Linked DNA regions of Sus scrofa: region 2 is linked to region 1. A link is a contact called in public HiChIP or PLAC-seq data. All regions are on one chromosome and are shown on one strand. The core of a region is the stretch at or near the end of the contact, and the rest is flanking DNA. Distances in the headings are between cores, read along the strand shown.

Region 1 (6,436 bases), core at 2,914-5,413:
AGGAACCATGAGGATGAGGGTGTGATCCCTGGCCTTGCTCAGAGGGTTAGGGATCTGGCATTGCTGTGGCTGTGATGTAGGCCAGTGGCTAGGGCTCCAATTTGACCCCTAGCCTGGGAACATCCATATGCCTCAGGTGCGGCCCTAGAAAAGACAGAAAAAAAAAACGACTCCGGGGAGTTCCCGTCGTGGCTCAGTCGTTAAAGAATCCAACTAGGAACCATGAGGTTGCGGGTTCGATCCCTGCCCTTGCTCAGTGGGTTAAGGATCCAGCGTTGCCGTGAGCTGTCGCAGATGTAGGTCGCAGATGCGGCTCGGATCTGGCGTTGCTGTGGCTCTGGTGTAGGCTGGCAGGTACAGCTCTGATTTGACCCCTAGCCTGGGAACCTCCATATGCCACAGGTGCGGCACTGGAAAAGGCAAAAAGACAAAAAAAAAAAAAAAAAGTGTCAAAAATGAAAATGATGATCATTACTGTACAGCACAGAAAACTATATCCAGTCTCTTTGGATAGGCCATGATGGAAGATAATATAAGAAAGAAAATATATATATATATACACATATGTGTATTCCTGGGTCACTATGCTGTACAGCAGAAATTGCCACAGCACTATAAATCAACTATAATTTTAAAAAATCACTTAAAAAAGGAAAAAATATGATGGACACATTTCAGGATAGTTTATTTTTCTTTTGTTTGTCTTGTTTTTTGGCCTCATCCACAGCATGTGGAAGTTCCCGGGCCAGGGATCAAACTTGAACCACAGCAGTGACCCAAGCCACAGTAGTAAAAATGCTGGATCCTTAACCCACTGAGCCACACGGGAACTCTTGTTTTGTTTTATTATTCTACTTTTTTTTTTCTTTTTAGGGCCACACCCATGGCATATGGAAGTTCCCAGGCTAGAGGTCAAATCAGCACTTCAGCTCCCAGCCTACACCACAGCCACAGCAACACAGGATCCGAGACTTGTCTGTGACCTACACCACAGCTCACGGAAATGCCAGATCCTCAACCTACTGATTGGTGCCAGGGATTGAACCTGTACCTTCATGGATACCAATTGGGTTCATTACCACTGACCCACAACGGGACCTCCCTATTATTCTACTTTTTAATGAATTTATACATAACCTAAAATGTTCCCTAGTTTTTCTGCCTTCTAGGATCACACCTCCCTTTAATATTCAAATAAGGATGATTCAAGTCCTGGCCCTGTGGATTACAGGATGACAGGCCCACTTTGTTGGGTTTGGCACCTCTGGCTGTGAGCCACTGCCCCAGAGGCTTCTTGGTCAGGCTCCTCCCTGACAGGATGCTGCCACCACTGGGCAGGCCCAGCAGTGGAAGAAGGAAAGGAAAGCCCCTTTCCTGGCCCCTGTCCTGTGTGGCTGACTCCTAATATCACACAGCCAGGCTTGACCCAAGAAGGATATAGCACAGAGCAGAACACAGCTCAGGGTACTGTGGACCACCTCCCTCTTAGGCCCCAGAATGCTGCAGAGAGAGAATGCAATGCAGCATTCTCTTTCTTTCTTCATGATATTTCTTCCTGAAGTCCCAGGGCCCATATCTCTACATACTGGCCGGGACCCCTACCCTCATTTCCACTACTCCCCCCTCACCCCACCCCAGGCCAGGAAAAGCCAAAACATTAGTCAACCTCAAAAATAATCCAAAACCAGACATTCTGTTGTGGCTCAGTGGTAAGGAATCTGGCTAGTATCCCTGAGGACTCAGGTTCGATCCCTTGCTCAGTGGGTTAAGGATCCCACATTGCTCCGATTCCACCCCTAGCCTGGCAACTTCCATATGCTGCAGGTATGACCCGAAAAAAAAAAAAAAAAAAAAATCCAAAACCTTTAGCTCCCTCCCCTCAGACTCACCCTGGCCTAACTGAAGACTCTTTTTGTAGATCCAGAAGGCTAGGAAAGTCTCTTCTCAAATAAGAGATTTTATTGAAGATTTAGAGATTAGGAGAAAAAAATTACAATAAAAATTAAAACATCAAACACACATGCCTAAGGTGATTTTAGATATGATTTCTCCCAGAGTATTCTGACCATGAGCTCTCCCGGGCATCTGGCTCCTTTCTCTCCCCGCTTCCTCCCTCCCCCTTCCTCCGCCACTTCCCACCCCCACAACCAGCAAGTTCAGTTTACCTTCAGTTCCCACTACTTTGGAGTGTTAATAAAATATGTGTAATAGTTTTAGTAGGTCCCCTAAAATTTCTTTCACAGTGATGTGCATTCCTCTCCATCTATGGAAGATAATTAGATGGGAGGGAGATGGAGCTTATCAGCTGCACAGGGCAGTATGATGAATTCAATCCCCTACTGAAAATGCACTGGCAAAGATTAGGGAGCCTTCGCCTGGTCCACAGACCGAGAGTGGGGCTGTGCCTGGCATCTGCTTGTAGCCACCTCACCCCCACTTCTCTGCCTAGCTTTGTGCCCCAAGAAGGTTGAACCCAGGCATCACCCGGCCTCATACTCATTGGATCCCTGGGGTCCCCTTCCAGGACCACCTCTCTCACCAGACAGCCCCTCTCCTGCTCACCAAAACCACGGGGGCCCCTCCTTGCATCAGCCTCGGGAGTGGTCACAAATTTCCAGAGTAACTGGTGAGCACCTGTCCTTAGGGTCTCTTCATCTGAGTCCTATAAGATAAAGTCTATTTTATTCCAGGATTCTGACAGACACAAAGGCCAGAACAGGTAATGCACAACTCTGTTAGGTATTATTTGATCTTGGTGATCAGAGAGGTGTTGGGTTTTTTCTTTACTGTTTTTTAATTTATATTAGACTATAGTTGATTTACAATTTGTGCCAATTTCTGCTGTACAGCAAAGTGAACCAGTCATACATATATATGCATTCGCTTTCTTTTTTTCTTTTTTCTTTTTCTTCTTTAGGGCTGAACCCACCGCATGTAGGAGTTCCCAGGCTAGGGGGTTGAATCTGAGCTACAGCTGCCAGGCTACACCATAGCCATAGCAACTCGGGATCCCCAACCCACTGAGCAAGGCCAGGGATCAAACTTGCATCCTCATGGATACTAATTGGATTCGCTTCCACTGCACCACAACAGGAATTCCTGCATCCCCTTTCTTATATTATTTTCCATCATGTTCTATCCCCAGAGACTGAATTTGGGTTTTTTTCTTATTGTGGACACATAATTTTTAAAAAGCATTCACTTTTGGGAGTCCCCATTGTGGCACAATGGAAACAAATCCAACTAGTATCCATGAGGATGTGGGTTCAATCCCTGCCCTCGCTTAGTGCGTCAGAGATTTGGAGTTGCCATGAGCTGTGGTGTAGGTCACAGATGTGGCTCGGATCTGGCATTGCTGTGGCTGTGACGTAGGCCAGCAGTTGTAGCTCCGATTTGACCCCTAGCCTGGAAACCTCCGTATGTCTCGGGTGCAGCTCTAAAAAGCAAAACAATAATTAAATACATAAAAAAATATTCACTTTCACTTACCATAAGGAAATAATCATATTAATTCACAACTTTGATAGATTTACTCTTTCACAGGTCATTGAGATAGGCTACAGTTGTAATCCAATCTAATATTTTTACCCATCCTGTTGCCATGGAGATCAAGAACCAAATTAAAACACATTTGCCAGAGTCATAACAATGTGGCCAGAATTTAAAGAAAGGGTTGATTTTCATTATGTATGATTTCACTTATTCGCTCTGATGGTCTGCTGATTCCTACATGCTTTAGTTTGTCAATAATAATGCTTCTAAAACCATTAACTCACATGAGTCTTGACATTCTGTGAGCCCAGATACAACACATCATCTGGCAGTCTGCTTGGGTTGGCCACTGGACTGAAGGAGGGAGCAAAGTCTGGGCTAATTCCCAAATGTCTAGGTCTGGTGACAGGGAAACCATGGTAAGGCGAGCCTGAGGAGAAAAAGCTGTATTAGGAACTGTTGAGTCTGAAATGCCTGTGGGCCACATGGTCTGAGAAACCTGCCAGCAGAAGGTTGGCTTTGAGTGTCGGAGAGGGTGGGGGAAGGAAGGGCCACATGCCCTAGCCTTTCTCATCGGGGAGATGGTGTCACAGTCCACCCCTAGCTCATCACAACCCCAGCCGTCCCCGCGTGATTCTGCCCTTTCCCTCAACTCATAGTCCAGCCCTGCCTCCCAAGTAAGCCGGAATCAGGCCACTTCTCACTCTGCCCAAGGAGCCGCCCTTGTGTAGCCGTCTGTCCTGGTGATGAAAAACCGCTTCCCTCACTGGCTGCCCTGACTGTGCAATGAACCATCCTTCATGGCAACCACAGTAGTCTCTCTCTCTCTCTCTCTCTCTTTTTTTTTTTTTTTTGCTTTTTACGGCCGCATCTGCGTCACATGGAGGTAGAACTGGAGCCACATCACAGCCACAGCAACTTCAGATCTGAGCCGCCTCTGCGACTTTACACCGAAGCTCACGGCAACGCTTGGATCCCCACTCCCCAACCCACCGATGGAGGCCAGGGATCAAGCCCACAAGCTTATGGTTTCCAGTCAGATTCGAGTCTTTTAAAATCAGGCAGCCAGACCATATCATCGCCCTTTGTACAGTCCTCCGCAATGATCCCGTTACTAGAAACAGTCGTTACTGAGGGCCCCGCCCATCCCTCGATATGCATCGTCTTCCTCTTCACTTGACATCCCACTTCCCCTTCCTCCCGCTGCCTCCACCACGTGGGCCGCTTTTCAGTTCTTCAAATGCACCAGGTTGATTCCTACCCTTGCTCTTGCTCTTGTCTTCCAGGTAGCCCCGGCTTCCTGCACATACGTCCTTCACCCCATGCTCTGGTATCAGTTTAATGCTCTGCCGTTGGCATCCTGAAATTCCTCATTTTTAAATGGCTCAGCCTCCGCTTTCCATCTGGTGCTGGGCCCTGCTCTAGGGGATGATGTTAGCTATAGGTCCCCTTCTCAGAGGGACCTCCTTTGGCCACCTGACCTAAAGTTACCCCCACTTTCCAAATTACTCACAACCCCATACCCGGCTTTATTTTCTTTATAAGCTTTCCTGATCTGATGTGTTCTTGCTTACTTATTTATTGTGTCCACTTCGCTCCCCCTGGGGTGTAACAGGAGCTCCCAGAGAGGAGGGACCATCTGTTTTGTTCCTGGTACCCTCAGTACCTCAGAGTGGGGAACATAAATCTGCCCAACACACATTTGATGATGAAGGAACTGGTCCAAGACTGAAATTCCCAGACGCAAGAAAGGAACCATGCTTTCTTGTGATGGAAATTATAGACTGTGTTCGATATTTCTGTACATCCTGATCAATGATTAAGTTTATGTGGCACTGGTCTGTATAGATAAATTCTGTCTGATTTCATGATAAGGTTAAACTTGGGATACAATTTCTTCATGTTGTCTTCAAAGTTGATTTTTTTCATAAAAGACTTTGAAGTCTGGGTTCAATGCCTACTTTTGCTGCCTGTGTTATATGAGCCTAAAATAATCATTTTAGTTTAGTCTGAATTTTTAAAAGAGGTAGTTGGTCTACTTTCCAATTACATCATGCTTTATGGCTCAGTAGAACATTTTCATTTGTGTTAACTAATTTGACCTGTTCAGCAACTCTAAACAGGAGATAAGGTAATTGTAATATATTGTTTTACAGATTTACTCAAATTTGTTGAAGCTTGATGAGAATAAATGAATAATAATCACAGAAATTTAGAGCTGGGAGTAACAGTTGAGATTATTTCTTCCAATAACTTCTCATCTTTAGATGAGGACCCAGAGAAATCCAGGGCCCAGTGTGTGACAAGGATTTTGATGGAAACTGATTCTTAAATCCATAAACTTTAGACAATACCACTGGCCCTCTCTGTTAGAGAGCTAGCCAACATTTGCCCAAAAAGAGGGAAATTTTTGAGCGTATTAACACTCGGGAGTTCCTGTCATGGCTCAGTGGTAGTGAACCCGACTAGCATCCATGAGGACTGGATCCCTGGCCTTGCTCAGTGGGGTAAGGATCCAGCGTTGCCCTGAGCTATGGTGTAGGTTGCAGTAGCAGCTCAGATCCTGCATTGCTGGCTCTGGAGTAGCCCAGCAGCTACAGTTCCAATTGGACCCCTAGCCTGGGAACCATGCGGGCAGCCCTAAAAGACAAAAAAAGACCAAAAAATAAATAAATAATTAATTAACACTCTACTACTAATTTTTTGCTTTTTGATGTGAATTATATCTTTGTTTATTAAATGAATGGCAAAATAAATAAAGATAGAGAGGGAAGAAAGGAACAAAGGAAGGAAAGGAGGGAGGGAGGCAGAAAATAGATCCAGTGAAATTAATTACCATTATTATTACTGAACCAGGTCATTTTGCCCAACACACAGCAAGCCAAAACATTGAGTCACCCAGATTTGGAGCAGAGAGGGTTTATTCACAAGGCAGCTAAGTGAG
Region 2 (6,436 bases), core at 2,724-5,223, 240 kb before region 1:
TCGGCGGGGAGTTCATCCATCACGTCTCTTACATCTGTCTCTCCTGGCGGCCCCTTCCTCTTGGCTCCCTTCCTGTTCATTTTATCCTATGGGCACAGAGTGAACCGTCAACCACCCTAATGATTCACTTCGGCAGCCGTGACTACTTCATTATCGGCACTAGCAAACAATGTCCTTCTGTGATTAGGCCCTGAATCTTTTAATTAAAAGGACGCATGAAATTTCGGCTCCAGCCTGGGCCATCAGAGCCTGCTGTCTAATATAGCTGGACACTTAGATTGCTCAGGTATTTGGAGGAAAGCCACTAGATATTTGTCTAGTGGGCAAGAGTTTGCTCTTGCTGCGAACGCGAAGAGGAATTGGTAAGGACAGTGGCCAGTTCCCAGGACCTGAGCTGTGCCACGTACCTCCGCCCAGCCACTTATAATCCCTTTCAGAATCCTGTAATTAGGGATTCTGACCCTAATTTTATAGCTCTTTAGCAAAGTGTGAGGGGGGGTCAAAGGAGTTGAGTACCCAAGCCATTGAGTGGCTGATGAACCCAGATGATCACACGTTGCTCCCCCAAGCTTGTTGACCTCCAGGGATGGAAAGCAAAGCAAAGCAAGATGAAGGATGCCTAGCATGATAAACTACAGAAGGCAAACAGGTTAGACTTGTGGAGGTGTCCTGTCAAAATACAGGGGTGCAGAAACATCTTTTCAAATGTTGCCAGATAAGCCTTACTCAGAAATGAGCAGGAAAATTTTAGTCTCCAGGGAGTTAACCATTATAGGCCTGAGGTTTCTACAGGCTGTAATTTCTCTTCCTATTCTGTGGTGACATACTTAGCAGCAAGTTGATTCCCCCCTAAACAAATCCTCATTATCTCTGTGAGAGGTCAGGACTGGCTTAGAGGTTTGGCTGGTAGGTTTCTTAGCCCCTTGGGGGAAATCATCCTCCAGTGGCAGTGAAATTTCTGGAACAGAGTGGCCTGGGACGAGAAGGTAGCTTTATAATTTCAAGGTAAACCACGAGACACAAAAGAGTCTTGAGCTTGAAACTGAAACAAGTTGGTTTTCCCTATTGAGTTTTCTTCTGAAGTTCTAGTTCACTGAACTAGGAGCCTTGAAAGCCAATGGCTCACTCATCCATGGACCCAAATTGCTGCTGGTTCAAGCCTGCAGGAGTTGGGTGAGAGAAGTTAGTGGAAAGGAAGGAGGTGAAAGAAGGATTTATTAGGTGGTAAGAAAAAATTAATTTATCTAGATTTTACTCTCCCATTTTAAAAAACCTGCTTGGTGGAGTTCCCGTTGTGGCTCAGTGGTAATGAACCTGACTAGTATCCATGAGGAGGTGGGTTCGATCCCTGGCCTCGCTCAGTGGGTTAAAGATCCTGGGTTGACCTAAGTTGTGATGTAGGTCACAAATGCGACTCAGATCCTGCATCGCTGTGGCTGGGGTGCAGGCTGGCAGTTGCAGCTCTGATTTGACCCCTAGCCCGGAAACTTCCATAAGCCTCGGGTGGGGACCTAAAAAGACAAACAAACAAATCTGTCCAGAGTACATTGGAAAAAAATGATTCTTTTTACAAATACCAGCTTGACCCCATGATTCAGAAATTTTCTCTCTCAGTAACAGCTCCAGGTGGCTTGAAGTAGAGTCCAAGATGCTCACCACATTGCCTTCTGACCCTGTGGGTTCTCAGAGCAGTGCAGCTCAGAGGACATCAGCCGTCATCTCACCAACATTCATCCTACCAGTAAGGAAACCATGGCACAATGACCTTGACTGCCCTCCCAGGCTGGCCTGGGCTTGAGCACTCAGGATTCCACATTCTCCACCTGAGGTCTTTAGACCCCAAAACACTGCCCACCAGACTTCTTTCTTACTACATCCCACTTATTCAAGAAACAAGGATGGTATGTGCCAAGTGCTAAGTATATTGGGGAATAAGACAGACAACAATCTCTGTCCTTATGGAACTTATACGGGGGGGGGGGGATATTTTAATACTTTGGAGGGTGATAAATGAGATGGAGAAAAATAAAGGAATGCACAAAGAGCCTGTGGGAGAGGAGGTGAGTGGCAATTTAAGCTGGTGGTTGGAGGAGGCTTCAGGCAATGACATTTGAGCCAAAGCTTGAAGGAGTGCAGGTAGGAGTGTGGCGTCGGGGTTGGCTGGTGGGCCATGGCCTGAGTCTTCCCATTTCTCTCCATGTCTTGAGATTCACCCTCCTTCTCCCTGTAACACTCTACCAAATGACTTCTTTTAAAACCTTCCTCACAAATTTCTTCCTGGATGAATCCTTTCCTAATTAGTCTTGCCCCAAGCCCAGCTGGGCCTGAATTGCTTGGGCACCTGTGACATTCACATTGCATACATCTATTAGGCTCATTCATATGTTTTCAAATAATTTAGTTTCTTTTTTCTTTTTTACTTTTTAGGGCCACACCCGTGGCACATGGAAGTTCCCAGGCTAGGGGTCGAATCGAAGCTAGGCTGCTGGCCACAGCCACAGCAACATGGGATCCGAGCTGCATCTGTGACCTACACCACAGCTCATAGCAACGCTGGATCCTTATCCACTTAGGGAGGCCAGGGATTGAACCTGCATCCTCATGGATACTAGTCCGGTTCTTAACCCGCTAAGCCACAACAGGAACTCCTGTTTTTCAAATAATTTAAAAGCCATTGTCATGGCTTCATCCTCATGGCTATTGCCATGGCATGGGGACTTAATTTGTCTGCAGGACTGCTTTTGCATTTCTTAGAACAAACCAGGCCTCTCTTGTACTCTGTACACTCTGTAGGTTCACAAATACAGGCCAGGGTGGAGATCCTGGCCAGTGGAAGATGGGCTCTGTCACTCCAGGGACACTCAATCACACACACTAGCAATAGCGCCAGGTGCAGGGATTTCACAACTTTCTCTCCCACCTCTGTGTCCAGCCTCCTAGGTGACAAGTGACATGCTGATCTCATTGTCCTGCAGGCCAGGGTGTAGACATCCTGGGAGAGGCATTCAGCTCAGGGGCCTGACAGTTAAAACGCAGACACACGGGACATCTTGCAACCAAACAATGAGGAACCCACAGCCTGAAAGGAAGCATATTCTTTTGCCCACAGGAGCAGGGAGTATGGTGGGATTTACTAACTAAAGGAATGCAAACCATGCCTGTAGGACCTTCCCAGCCACAGGGCTATGTTTGGGGGTCCCTCAGCACTCACAAAATGAAATCTGATGGGGCTGAGGTGAGAAAGTAAACCCACAGCCCAACACTTGCCTTGAGGGTCATTGTTTTAAAGTGTCATTTAGAGATGGCTGAACAGAGTGGGCACGTCTCACTTAATGACAGTGTATTTGTTTTTTATCGCTGAGGCAGTGTTGGGACATGTGGAAATAAGGCTTTGTGGCAGGTGCTGACAAAAAATAAAAAGACAATACATGATCTCTTACATATCTACCTGAGTTTTTTTAAACCAACAAAACTAGTGTTTCAATGAAGAAAAAAAATGGGGGGGGGGCCTCAGTGTAAGTGAAAATATCAATCAGCCTGACAGACACTCTTCATTCCTGTGTGAATATGTGTTTTTCACTTTCTTCAAATGAAGACTATAGGTGAGGACACTTAAAGGAAAAGTGAGCCAAGACAGAGAGAGAGATTTTATTGCTGGCATTTTAAAGTAATTTTCTTTTCTGTAATGAAGGTAGCCTTTGTTCTGAACCTTGATGGGAAGTCAGTTGATTTGAAATAACCCAGATGAGGGGGGATATCTGGTAAAAATAAATAAGGAAAATAGAAAGGATCTATTTTACAGCTCACAGGACCCCTCATAAGGGGAGTGTGGCCCCCAGATTCAGTGAAGAGCACCAACTCACCAGCTGAGTAGTCACACTTGCTATTAAAACTGGACACAGGACAGAAAGAGGAAGAGATCTTTTCATGACGCAGACAGTTCTGGCTGTAGAGGTCGACAGAATGATACTGGAAAAATAAAAGTGGAAAACCACTACACCAAAAAGTCAGAAGGCATGCAATCAATTATAATCGAGTGTAAAGTAAGTGGGAAAATACATGCTTATTAAAATTTCCATGCCTTTATAAAGAGTTCATAAATTACAGCATTAAATTTGGAAAATTGTCTGAAACTGAAATAAGTACATGAAAAAAATATACATTTGTATGTACCCACAACACACACTAACACACACACGGTGACTTCCTTCAGACAGTAACTTTTCAGACAGTAGAGATGTTTTTAAAAAAGAATTTCCAAGGCCATATTCATACTCATGCTTTCCCATTGTTTCTCAGGGGTGTGCTGGGGCCAGCTGACACTGACTGGTGACAGCCAACTGTTCATACCTCTTCACACTCCATATTCAGTGACTTTAGTTGGCAGCTTGAAGCTGGTCAGGCTGGGAGTATTTACACCACTGAAATTGGCAGGCACTACAAATCAGGGGTTTGGCTCCTGGAGAACTTGTTGTTACAGTTTGGCAGCATGCCATTCAAACTTGTTATATTTAAACAAGTCAAACAACTGTTCTGTCCATAGAATCACACCATCAGGCTGTTCCTGGTAGAGTCTGCCCTGTTCCTTCCTTCCCCATACAGGTAAGAGAGAGAGTATATGTGTTCCTACTAGTGATCTGTGAACACAAGAAATTCTGAATTTAAAGCTTTCATGGACAGTTCATAAATTGTATATTCAGGATTTCCTGTCTTTGTTCAGCAGAAACGAATCTGACTAGTATCCATGAGGATGCAGATTAGATCCCTGGCTTTGCTCAATGGGTTAAGGATCCAGCATTGCCATGAGCTGTGGTGTAGGTCGCAGATGTGGCTCGGATCTGGCATTGCTATGGCTGTGGTGTAGACCGACAGCTACAGCTCTGATTCAACCCCTAGCCTGGGAACCTCCATATGCTTTGGTATGGCCCTAAAAAGACCAAAAAAAAAAAAAAATTGTATATTCATAATCCCTGCAGGAAGAGATAACCTTACTTTCCCAGAGAAACTGACAATGTTTATTTTAGGGTTCAATTCCCACATGTCTGTTAACTTCATACCACCTACACAGGTTTGACTTAACCCTGACCAGCCACCCTGAAAGTGAATATCTTTCTCACGTGGAGGAAGGGCCTTCAAATGACAACCCTGAGTCTGGAAGATATTCCCTTGGCCTCCTAAAGTCATGCAGGAATTAAGACCCCACCTGCTAGGCAGAAAAAATCCAAGAGTCCAAAGGAGCTCTGTACGTTCACAAATGTCTGCTACAGCAACAAAAGGATCCAGAAACAGAAATGGGAAAACATCAGAAATACGCAAGCTGAGCCGCTCATGGTGGAGGCAGGATGCCTGTTGAACCTGACATCCTACAGCAGCAAAGTGCAAAGTTTGGTCAGGGCCCCATCAGCTCTGGTCCACTATTCAATGGGCATCAGTGGTGGGTGATCTTGATACTAATTCCAATTTCCGCATTCACTGGGGAGGTGGAGAAAACCCTGCGCTAGGTGTGGCCTGGTCATTGTTGGGAGGAACTTGTCTAAAGCCGCTCCTTCTTTCAGCCTATTTAACCAGTTGATAACTCTAATTAGGAACTGTTTGGTCATTTGGGCAATAAAATTCATTTCTTTGAGCATGAAATGCAATTAAGTGATTTTGCCCTAAGAATTTCATATTGTTTGAGATTGTGTATATATGTTCTCCACCACTGATGCCCTATTTTATTTCTAATATGCATCATTTATTGGTTTACATAAACTCCTAGAAACCTGTATGTAGTTTAGAACATAGTGTGAGTCCATTGCTTATTATTCTTTAAAATCTCTTGTGGTAAAAGAGTAGTTCCTCTTGGTTAAGAAGATGTACTTGGTTAAGAAGGTGCACTACACAATGGGAGGCTTGCCAGAACAAGGACACATACCCCTTCTAGAACAGAGCCTGGGTAGGGCTCTTCTTTCCTGGGCCAGCAAAGCCCCACCCTAATGTTGCAAAAGCCACTTGAAGCTCAGGTCCTATTGATGCTGAGCTGGCAGTGTCATTTCGGGAATGCAAAGAGAGCACTATCTCATTCACTTCACATTACACACAGCCCTGGAGAGGAACTGAACAAGAAGGATTCAGTGATTCACTAAATATCTGTTCCTAACTGAGCTTCTAGATGAAGTCTGGACCTAACAGCTCCAGCTACTTTGCAAGGTTCCTTCCGGCTGGAAAGCAGTTGTGTTCTAGCAGCAAAGCTAGTAAAGACAGCCAGCCACCTGTAAATACAACTTACTGGTTGCCCTGAAACAATCTGTCCCTTTATACAACACTTGGGGGAAACAACACCTAATAAACAACACCTAGTAAAGCAAAGGAACATATACTAGAGTAAAAGGAAAAATCCCACTTATAACTGTGGTTATGACAGTGCTTATAAAATCAGAAGCACTAATTTATTAGG

Evidence for each region. HiChIP or PLAC-seq counts read pairs in DNA pulled down with a chosen protein or histone mark.
Region 2: a contact with region 1 is called in an H3K27ac HiChIP or PLAC-seq map of alveolar macrophages. The contact joins two enhancer-like sites. A contact is called at or near these places in 2 of 47 Hi-C or Micro-C datasets (both in embryonic fibroblasts) and 1 of 2 datasets of contacts at active chromatin or transcription factors (alveolar macrophages).

What each region holds. Positions count from the first base shown.
Region 1 is chr6:105,711,423-105,717,858 of Sscrofa11.1, reverse strand. No RefSeq gene overlaps it. Among named protein-coding and RNA genes, the nearest start is that of CLUL1, 7.3 kb to the right of the region's middle. Within about 2 kb of position 4,163, at least 5 of the 83 cell types and tissues checked have an H3K27ac peak or open chromatin away from gene starts, as enhancers often do. A contact at or near this core is called in alveolar macrophages, where this site is marked.
Region 2 is chr6:105,947,043-105,953,478 of Sscrofa11.1, reverse strand. The region is part of intron 2 of COLEC12 (collectin-12); the gene reads right to left. Among named protein-coding and RNA genes, the nearest start is that of THOC1, 89 kb to the left of the region's middle. Within about 2 kb of position 3,973, at least 4 of the 83 cell types and tissues checked have an H3K27ac peak or open chromatin away from gene starts, as enhancers often do. A contact at or near this core is called in alveolar macrophages, where this site is marked.